3 separate regions of the Mus musculus genome follow, and all the other regions are linked to region 2. A link is a contact called in public HiChIP or PLAC-seq data. All regions are on one chromosome and are shown on one strand. The core of a region is the stretch at or near the end of the contact, and the rest is flanking DNA. Distances in the headings are between cores, read along the strand shown.

The links. HiChIP or PLAC-seq counts read pairs in DNA pulled down with a chosen protein or histone mark.
Region 1: an H3K27ac HiChIP or PLAC-seq map of double positive thymocytes shows a contact between it and region 2, with 6 read pairs. The contact joins two enhancer-like sites. A contact is called at or near these places in 7 of 484 Hi-C or Micro-C datasets (the C3H10T1/2 cell line, CD4 T cells, bone marrow-derived macrophages and 2 more), 5 of 115 datasets of contacts at active chromatin or transcription factors (T-cell acute lymphoblastic leukemia, bone marrow-derived macrophages, double positive thymocytes and 2 more) and 4 of 9 other capture datasets (adipose tissue, embryonic stem cells, liver and 1 more).
Region 3: a contact with region 2 is called in an H3K4me3 HiChIP or PLAC-seq map of bone marrow-derived macrophages, with 4 times the contacts expected there. The contact joins two enhancer-like sites. A contact is called at or near these places in 1 of 15 datasets of contacts at CTCF or cohesin (pro-B cells), 17 of 484 Hi-C or Micro-C datasets (3T3-L1-derived adipocytes, the C2C12 cell line, the C3H10T1/2 cell line and 9 more), 5 of 115 datasets of contacts at active chromatin or transcription factors (bone marrow-derived macrophages, double positive thymocytes, embryonic basal ganglia and 2 more) and 2 of 9 other capture datasets (adipose tissue and pancreatic islet).

Annotation. Positions count from the first base shown.
Region 1 is chr16:22,065,628-22,069,121 of GRCm38.p6, forward strand. Igf2bp2 (insulin-like growth factor 2 mRNA binding protein 2) reads right to left here. Exons shown (of 16, transcript NM_183029.2): 12 at 2,516-2,632. Among named protein-coding and RNA genes, the nearest start is that of Senp2, 58 kb to the left of the region's middle. Within about 2 kb of position 2,019, at least 76 of the 459 cell types and tissues checked have an H3K27ac peak or open chromatin away from gene starts, as enhancers often do. A contact at or near this core is called in T-cell acute lymphoblastic leukemia and double positive thymocytes, where this site is marked.
Region 2 is chr16:21,834,681-21,837,840 of GRCm38.p6, forward strand. It overlaps a transcript of Map3k13 not described here. Among named protein-coding and RNA genes, the nearest start is that of Gm26744, 9.6 kb to the right of the region's middle. Within about 2 kb of position 1,876, at least 55 of the 459 cell types and tissues checked have an H3K27ac peak or open chromatin away from gene starts, as enhancers often do. A contact at or near this core is called in T-cell acute lymphoblastic leukemia, bone marrow-derived macrophages and double positive thymocytes, where this site is marked.
Region 3 is chr16:22,042,708-22,046,127 of GRCm38.p6, forward strand. It overlaps Senp2 (SUMO/sentrin specific peptidase 2), which reads left to right. Exons shown (of 17, transcript NM_029457.3): 15 at 263-347; 16 at 1,506-1,601. Among named protein-coding and RNA genes, the nearest start is that of Senp2, 35 kb to the left of the region's middle. Within about 2 kb of position 1,289, at least 11 of the 459 cell types and tissues checked have an H3K27ac peak or open chromatin away from gene starts, as enhancers often do. A contact at or near this core is called in bone marrow-derived macrophages, where this site is marked.

The sequences.
Region 1 (3,494 bases), core at 769-3,268, 230 kb after region 2:
CATTGGGAAGATGGAGCCAGCAAGCTTTTTAATCCTGTGAGAATACAAAGACCTCACCAATAGTTTGATTAAAGGTATCTGGTGGTTTGAATAAGAATGGGCCCAGAAGTTCATACATTTGAATGCTTAGGGAGTGGCATTAGTTTAGAAGGATTAGCAGGTGTGGCTTTGTTGGAGGAAGTGTGCCACTGAGGTGGGCTTTGGGGTTTTAGGAGCCTAGGTCAGGCCCAGTGTCTTTCCTGCTACCAATGGATCTAATGTAGACCTCCAGACCACCACATCTGGCTGTGCTACCATGTTTCTTGCCATGATGGAAATGGACTAAACCTCTGAACCTGTAAAGCCAGCCCCAGCTGAATGCTTTATGAGTTGTCATAGTGTCTCTTCAGAGCACAACACTAAGACAGAAGTTGGTACCGCGAGCGGAGTGTGGCTGAGACCGGCTGTTTGGTGGTGGAATGTGAATGTTGCTACTCTGGATTAGGAAAGGAGCTGAATGCACCTGAATGCAGGGCTTACGGGGCCATTACCAATAGGAGCATGAAGACAGCACTGAGGGCAATTTGAACTGTGGAGGCCCAGGTGAAGACATTTCAGAGGGAAGAATACAGTAAATGGCCTGGAGACCACTCCTGTGGTATTTTAGGGGGAAAAAAAAATCTATCTGAGGCTAAATTAGAGCATTTTGGATTAATGGCATTGGCAGAGATTTCAAGACAGCCTAGTACTGACTCTGTCATGTGGCCACTCTCATAAGCCAACCAAGGAAAAATATAAAATGTACAGTCTGAAGAGAATAGGAGCACCAGGAGGTGTAGTGGAGCTATGTATTTATTGTGTTCAAGGAGATAAAAGTTTAAAGAAAAGCCTTATACTAAATGGAATAAGGAAGATCGTGATCTCAGAGCAAGACCTCACCCAGCCAAGCTTCGGACTTGTGGAGAGGAATTAGACAAAGGCTTAAGCAGTGAAGAAAACCATCAAAGACAGAAAGCTGATGAAATGACTCGAGGGGCCGAGTTCCAGTTGCAGTAAGCGTGAGAACTAGGCAGCTTCAGTCACCTGGTTCTGGCTTTAGAGTCAAGAAAGGGGTTGTGGATCCCTCTGCAGCTAGGGAAAGCCACAGAGGCCAAGCCCCCGTTGGGTTCTTGTTACATTTCCACCCCCAGCACACTCTGACTTAAAAACTCTGTACAGGAAGAGGAAGAGAAGTCAACAACAGAGTTGATCTGGATCTGGTAGCTCCAGGCAGTCATTCCACCTGCTGAGGAGACCAAGAAGGTACTGTGGTCTGGTCTGCCTCAGGACCTCAGGATCCTAGTGGCCAGTGGAATTTCTGTCTAAGATTGAGGCTGACCACTTAGGTGTCTCAATGAGCCTTATTCTCTGTGTCTTGCTTTTTTCCTGTAAACTGAGGTTTGAATAAAGGAAACCCTCAAAGCCCTTCGGTCCAAGCTGTCTCACTGTAGAGTTTTGTTTTGTTTTGTGTTTAACCATCTCAGACTACAGCGTTAGGCACTAAGAAAGATCTCTGGGCACTGCAGACTATGGTCATCCTCATCCTTGCTGTCTGCATCATCTAGGCCAGGGTATTATACGTGCCAAGCCATCGGGCATAAAGCACCCCACACTCTCATCATGCCCAGCCCACCGTGGGCTAGCTAACCCCCAGTGCAAATGTGAACCCCTAACTGCAAGCACAGATGGATGCAGCTTGAGAGTACAGCAAGATGCCATCTTTCCCAGGGCCACCACTGTCCTCATAATGCACAACTCAGAATGCTTTGTTTTTGGTTTTCTTCCCTGTCACACTTGGCTGTGGGAGAAACTCCAGCTCTCAGGGGAAAAGTGTAGGCATTCTCTCTCCAAGTCATGAGACTTGGCATAACTCTGGGTTGTCTCATGGTAGCAAATTCTTTCCCGTAACAATGAAAAGCATTTCCGGAAGCGTTTCACGGGGGCTTTCGGAGTCACGGCCTCGCGCTGAGTCAGAGCAACAGCTGGGCTTGAGGCAGATCTGTGGCAAACAATCACTGACAACTGAGGGGGCAGAACATGGGCTGCAGCCACATCTGCACACATCAGTGTTGCAAACCAAGGGGAATTCCCTCTCCCAGACTTTGGCTCAGTCCTGGCCTCTTAACAGGAGACACTATCAGCTTTGTCTGCCTATGATCTTATCAGCACTTTCCAGAAAGTTCTTCAGTTTGCGTTCCCACAGTCTGTAAGTCCTTGAAGCCTGGGCTAAGGAGCATCAACATGCTGAGTGCTAGGCATAGATGCTCATTCTGCTCATGTGGGCCTTCTCTATCTTCTCGGGAAGAGGGGACAGTGCCAACCCTTGGAGGATCAGGTTTGGTCATTACTAGTTCTTTCTTCTAACTTTGGTTTGATTGAACAGGAAAGGACTAAGATGAAGAATGGGAGCTGACAGGAATGGCCATCTCTAGGTGCTGTGAGAATTCTCTAGCACTGACAGGAGGTGGCCCATGGGGACAGGCAGTAACAATCTTACCTTGATGGAGGCACCAGCAAATCGAGCGAGCTGTTTGATGTGTGCCCCCTTCTTCCCGATGATAGCACCCACAGCCTGGGTTGGGATGAAGAGACTTACAGTCTCCTGCTCTGGGTACTAGAAAAGAACACATACACAGCTATCATTCTGACCTGGCACCTCATGGCCCAGCCAAGTGCGGTTAACAGACCCAACATGGGAAGGCCTCGCAATCTGGGGAGATGGCCAAAGTGCCATGTCAGTGTGTGGCCTGGTGCTCTATAGATGAATCTGAGGAGTGATGTTGAACCTAAGCAAGATTGCATGAGCCTGCAAGGACCTCTGAGCACCCACCCACCCATGTTTGTGGGGCACATGTAGCTGGCTGTCCCTGGGTTCTCAGACACAGATTTGATATATATACTTCCTGGGCCTTCCTCCAAGAACCAAAATGGGTTATTTTGTGGTGACTCAGTGGATTAAAAAAAAAAATGTTTGTCATGTAAGCTTGATGACATGAGTTCAATCTCTGGTGGAAGGAGACAATTCCTGAACACTGTCCTGGGGCTGGAGAGATGGCTCAGAGGTTAAGAGCACCGACTGCTCTTCCAGAGGTCCTGAGTTCAATTCCCGGCAAGCACATGGCGGCTCACAACCATCTGTAATGGGATCTGATGCCCTCTTCTGGTGTGTCTGAAGAGAGCAATGGTGTACTCATATACATAAAATAAATAACTTATTCTAAAAGAAAGAGGGAGGGAGGGAGGGAGGGAGGGAGGGAGGGAGGGAGTTGTCCTGACTTGCACATGGTGCTCGCTGTATGTGCTGTGGTGGGTATGAGCTTTCACATATACAATAATATACAAAATAATAAAAAGCTATTAACCACGCCTGGTCAAAGGACAGAGGGGAAGCTGTCCAGCCCATCCTATAATGAGGAACACCACCTTACAAGGTGATTCGCCCTGCTGTGACCAGACTCCATGCTGAGTACCCAGGA
Region 2 (3,160 bases), core at 626-3,125:
CTTTGTTAAACATACCTCAGGGGGGATTTAGATGCTTTCTGTAGGTGTAAACCAAGTTGTCTGTAGGTGGGATGCTATGAAAAATTCTATATACCACCATTATCACAACTTACTGGCTTAAAAATATACATTTATCACCTCACTTATGGGGTGTGGCATAGCTATACCCTCTACAGAAGTGTTCTGACAGCCTTAGTAAAGACAGGTGCCAGGGCTGAATTCCTTCTCCCCTGGAGGTCTAAGGGATTTGTGGCAAGTAATGAATTCAGTTCCTATGACTCTGGCTTGTGGTTATCAGACTAAGAACTTCTGTTCTCCCACCTCCTTGTTTCCTGCCAAGTGAGGAAGTCTACCCTCAGCTCATAGAGATCACCCCACATATCCTTGCCATGTGGAACCCTTCAACATGGCCACATGCTTCCTTGTAGCTACTGTGCGAGAAAGAGAGAGGTGGCAGACAGGTGACATGGTTTTGATGACAGTGATAGTTATGTATCCGTAGTCATGTTGATCTTACCCTGTTGATAGGAAGAAGCGAGTCCTGCACATGCTCATGGGAGTCTACTCATGGGGTGACACTGGTGCCTTGCCCAAGGCAGCTTCTCTACCCAAACACCACTGCGGCGTCCTCTTACTTTTTCCTCTAGTTTGCTGTTGGTGGATGGCTGCCACTGGGATATTTTAACGAATGGAAATGGGACAATCAAAATCAGATGGGTAAACATATCCACTCACTGTGAGTAGTGCAGTGTGCTGCGACTCTAGAAACAACTGGGCATGTGTGTGCATGCGGCCAGTCTGACCTCAGCAGAAGATCTGTGTGCAAGATGCTCTGCCTCATGTCCACCAGCTGGTGTGCAAGTGGAAAAGGACAGTGAGTGGGGCAGACAGACCAGCTCTCTGTCTCACATGACAGTGGGACGTGGGATAGGTCCCATCTACCAGTTGGGAACATGATCTGCCATTCAGTAATTACTTCCTCGGTCTCTCCTTTCAGAGTTCAAGGTCGTCCCAGGCTGTGCAGCTAGTTTGAGGCCCGCCTGGGAAACTTGAGACGAAATCTCAAAACAATAACACTGTTTCTTTAAGCTCCTTAAAGGACATTGTCACGTTATGCCTACTGCCAGAGGCACTGTGTGCACACCTGTTTCCTCAGACTTTCAAACGGAGGTTGTTGCCATATCAACAAAATAAAAGGATCTCAAACCCTTTGCAAGCAGGAAGTGGCATCTTGCTTTATTTCCATTTCTTTAACTAATGTTTAAATTGAACATTTTTCTTATGAGCTTTCTATCTTTTCATCTGTAACTTAACTGGTAGGTGGGCCTTTTCCTTGTTCATCTCATTCCTACATTTATCCACATTAATGATTCTTTTTAATTAACAGGTTTTTCATACAACATATTTTCATTATGTTTTCTTCTCCCCTAACCTAACTCTTCTCAGATCCTTCCCACTTCCATACCATCTCAAATTTATCTCTTTATCTTAATAATTATTGAACTCACAATTGTACAAGCTGTTTCTTTTTACATTTTGTCAATTTTATAAATTCCTCCAAATAAACTCCCTCTTTGGTTCGTTGGATATATATATCCATTGTAACATACTTACCCACACTCATTTTCAAGTCATGAAGGAGTTCTTTGTCTTCTCTAAAAATATCACCATGTGGTTTTCATGGAAACTGTCCCTGGACTGAGTTGTTTAGCCCTTTCATTCAGACCTGGTGCTGACTCTGAGATGTAGCCCTGGCTGGAGGAGGAGGCAGGAGTCTCTTCTTCCCCCTTTTCTTCAGTTTCAGGCCATCTGAAGTGCAGCCCATCTGCTGGGAAAGCCGCTGTCCACGATGGAGCCACAGCCGGGGTCAGAGAGGGAAGAGTGCGTGCTGGGAGTGACTTCCTCAGTACAGAAGAACAGGTTCATGTTTCTGCATGGATGTAAAGCAGAGCTTGTGTGAACTTAACAGAATATACCTTAACAAAGCCATTTGATGCTCTTCTGTGTGGCTTACTTTACTATTTTGCCTATTGTCTTATTGATTGCCTTTCAGGATTCTGGGATACTTTAGCTAGAGGTTAACTCGCTTCTCTGACAAAATGATTCCTGAGCAATTCCAGCAACATTGCACTTTCCCTTTCAAATGTGAAAGTATTTCAAGAATATTTTTCTGGTTTACAGTAGGTGGCAGCAATGGATTATCTCACTAGGCTCAGCATGCAATGAGGCAAGTGCAGGGAAATAAAAGCATGTGCCTTACATGTAGGAGCGTGTAGTGGTGCTGTCTCAGAAATGCACACCATCACCTGTGACTGTTTCGTAGCCCAGCTATGCAGTGAGCACCAGTTTACACTCCTCTGGGAAAATACACTTAAGGTTTTATTAAGTCACAGCTTGTCTTGCAATGTGTGAATTCTGCGCATGCATGTATGTGTACATGTGTATGGGGGTACATGTGTGTGTATACATGTATAAGGGACATTGTATCCGGGTACACATGTTTGTTGTGCATGTGGAGGTCAGAGGAGAGCTTTGGGTGACTTCCTTTATTACTAACTTATTCCTTTGAGACATGGCCTCTAACTGAGCCCGGAACTAGTGACCAGCGAGCCCCTCCACCATCTTGCTCCTACACCACAGGGCTAAGGCTAGAGAGCCACACACCCACTCCTGGCTCTGCTGTGTTGTCCTGGAATCAGAGCTCTGTCGCTCACACTTGAGCAGAAGGGCTCTTTACATACTGAGCCATTTTAAAACACCAGCCTGTCCTCTAAAGGATACACTTTTCAAAGATACGTATTTAGTACAGCCCTGAGTAATTTAATAGACTAAACTATGCTAAGATCGAGTCTTTTCCAGGCCAGTGCTTCCGTTGTGAGTAGGTTTCAGTGGAACCATGCCTTGCTGATTTAAATTTCAGGTCTGATATCATCTCATAGTATTTATCATTGTTATTTCTAGAATGGGGTGTTCCCTATGAAGTTAGCCTTTGGCTGAAGTCCACTCAGGATAGAAGCAAGCCAATCCACCGCTACAGCGGGCAGTCCCGGGATACACTTGTGTAGGCAGGAGAAGGCCAGTACAATGGACCAGTGCTCATTCGCTGTCAGAGAGGCCAGGACCAACCAACCAACCAGAGACCGTGACAGAAGTGTGAGCA
Region 3 (3,420 bases), core at 39-2,538, 210 kb after region 2:
AGAACTAGAAACTTCCAGTGTCTGTTGTAAAGGATTCGCTTTTTATTTTCTTTTAAAGTAAGTATGATATCTTTGAACATGTAAATTTTTTACTAGCATGAGAGGGAAACCTAAAAAATAAAAGTTACATTTCTAAAAAAACAAATAGATCCAGATTTGAGAATGACATCCCTGCTAAATATCACAAAGTTCTTTTTAATCACAGTGAGTGTTCTCTTGGGACTTCATTGATACATTCATTCTTTGTTCTTGTTTTCTTTAGTCAGTATTTACAGGATGAAAGCAAGACCAAAAGAAATACAGATCTCAACCTCTTAGAGTGGACCCACTACAGCATGAAGCCACATGTAAGTGAGGCTCAGGCCTGGACACCTTTCTCTTTCTTCCTTCCTTCCTTTCCTAAAGTGTGCTGTGTGGTGTGTGAGACCCCAGTGTATACATGTGTGTGGTGGGCATGCTACCTATCCTTCCCCAGTTGTAACTGCATTTGGGAATCGAAGGGACTCTGTTGCCATCCAGTGTGAGATTCAGCAGTGGAGTAAGCCTTCCGCTATTCTCCTTCTCATGTATCCCTTATGTCTGCCTGGGGCGATGCAGGCTGGGCACACAGCTTAGTCCATACAGGTTTATTTTCTAATGTTCCCAGCTGTGGTTCTGCCTCAGACAGGACTAACCCTCATGGCACGGTCTTAGTTGATTACAACCTCTGAGATGGTTTTCTCTTCTCACTTGAAACCGTAGGGACCCTCAGCAGCGGGCACTTGTCCTGGTTGTTAAGAGTATGTGAGCTCTGCAGGATTGAAGTAGATTCCTGTGTTCCACATTGATCTGATTGACCCTCTCTTCATCCCCTTTGAAAGTCGATAGTACTTTTGAAATGTCAACAGTATTTTTTTTTAATTAGTTTATTTTACATCCAAACTTCAGTTTCCCCTCCCTTCTCTCCTCCAGTCCTTCCTTCCAACCTTCCCTTCCCCTGACCCACTCTACCCACCTGTCCTCCCTTTCTCTTTAGAACGGGGCTCCGCCCCTGGGTATCAGCCAGCCTTGGCACACCAAGTTGCAGTAAGAGCATCTCTTCCTACTGAGGCTAGACAAAATAGCCCAGTAATGGGGAAGGGTCCCAAAAGCTACCAGAGTCAGAGACAGCCCTGCTCCCACTGTAGGAGTCCATCATGAAGAGTCACTAGTGTTCTTGTAATAAACCAAATGTGGGTCCTCTTATCTCAGCTCTCGCCGTGTGTGCTGGGCTTTGTTTTGCCTTTTAGTAGAGTTCTCACTTCTTCTTTCTTCTATGAATGTTTCTGTGGAGTCTCATGCACTGTACCCGTGGTTAGGGTTTTCTACCACAGAGAATAAGAGGGATTGTGCTTGTATGTGTGTCTGTGTTTGTGCAACAGCAGACTTATCGACCTTTATCATGCTGCTTTCACAGTCTGTTTAGAAAGAGATTAATGATGTCTGTGTAATGATATTTTACCTCTTTTCTGTTTGTTTGGTTTTAGGAGATTCCTCAGCAGTTGAATGGGAGTGACTGTGGAATGTTTACTTGTAAATATGCAGATTATATTTCTAGGGACAAACCTATCACATTCACTCAGGTGAGTCCAGGCTGCTGCTTGTGCACTTAGTTGGTACTATGCTTTGGCAGTGCCTGGCACATTTCAGGCTCTTCAAATGAACAGTACTGTTGCTGAGAACCGTGGGTAAGGCCCCCAGTTGTCAGAAGCAGTGTCCTGCGTGCTCTGTTGCAGCGTGTATTCTCAGGACTGCCCTGCTCTTGAAAGACCAGGGGGATAACTTGCTTGTCCTTCAACTTCATTTGTAACTGGTTCCTGTGTGTTACTGTTACTTTTAGCTAGAGAGAGGCGTGTGAGGATAGATGACAGCAGGGGGAAGGAAGCTGGGCCTGTCCTCACAGGACTCACCCGAGTATAAGATGGAAGCGGGAAGGAATGGGCTTTCCTTTCTGCAAGGTGGTGTACTTGAGAGGAGACACAGGCACATCAGAAGAAATGTTTACATTGCTGTTTGATGGTGGGCTCGCTCTTTGTCCAGCCACAGTTGACCCCAATTAAAATTATTCCTCAATCATAGACCTTCATTTGATAGTTCCTGATTGTCAGACAAGCTGCTTGTTGAACAGTAGAACTAAATGCTTTGGAGGAACATGAAGTCAGTTGGACTCCCTGCCGAGTTCATATCTTCCCAGTCTCAAAGAACTCACTACTGAGGAGTCTCCGCTCTTTCACTAGGAATAAATGTTGTGTTTTACTGGGCATGGTGGTGCATATCTCTAATCCCAACACTAGAGAGGCAGAGACTGGAGGAGGGTCTGTGAGCTTCAGGCCAGCCTGGTTTGCGTAGTGAGTGCCGGGCCAACTAGTACTACATAGTGAGACTGTCTCAAAAAAAAAAAATTAATGTGTTTTTTTTTAAAGATTTTTGCCATATATATCCTCCAAAAACTCAGTAATTTATTATATAGAGCCACTTATTTATAGCAATGTACCATGAATAGGGCAAATATGCGAACCTCAATTTTGAATTTTTTTGTGTGTGTGAGACAAGATTTCTCTGGGTAGCCAAGGCTGTCCTCATACTCAGAGATCTGCCTGCCTCTGCCTTCCCAGTACTGGAATTAAAGGTGCAGACCCCCACCTCCCAGCTGGAACTTCAATTTTATCAAACGTGGGGATGGGTGTCTGAGTTACAAATACTTTTGGGTGCTTTGCGTTTTGTTGCTCTGAAAACATGCCAGTGATTCTCCGTGAAAGCACTGAGTCTCTCTCGCTTTCCTACCCTAGACTCTGGTTTTATTTTGTTTCTGTTCTATTTTTTCTGATGCGGGGATACTGTGGAGCCAGACTAGCCTCAGACTCACGATCTTCATATCTTAGCTGCTTTCTAAAGTGTTGGGATTATAGGTGTATACCGCCATGGCCAGCTAATATAAATAGCAAGGAATTGATGAGATTTCATGGGAATAAGCAGCTTTTGGAACAAAATAGTGGTAGAACGGAAATAAGATTGTAGATTTGTTTGGTTTTCACCTTTAAAAGTCACTTAAATTGAAAACAGGGCCTCATAAATACTAGGCAAGAAAGACCTCTACTACTGAGCCATAGTTTCCTGCTTTAAGGTCACTTTTTAATATAAAAACAAATTGTTTTTTAAATGATGTTAATTTAGAATTTAGAGAAGTTTCCTGTTGTGCCACTGTGTGGACATTTCTGTTTTGGTGCATGTTGTATGCTCTTGTTCTATAGTATGTGACTCTGTCTCCAGCTTTGGTTTTCCTTAGCATGTAAGGGCATATGCACCTGTAGAGTAATTAATGTCCTTATATACGCATATAGACTAGGTGTGTGACACTTGTCATCCCAGAACTGCGGAGGATGGGGAACTAGAAGCTTGTGG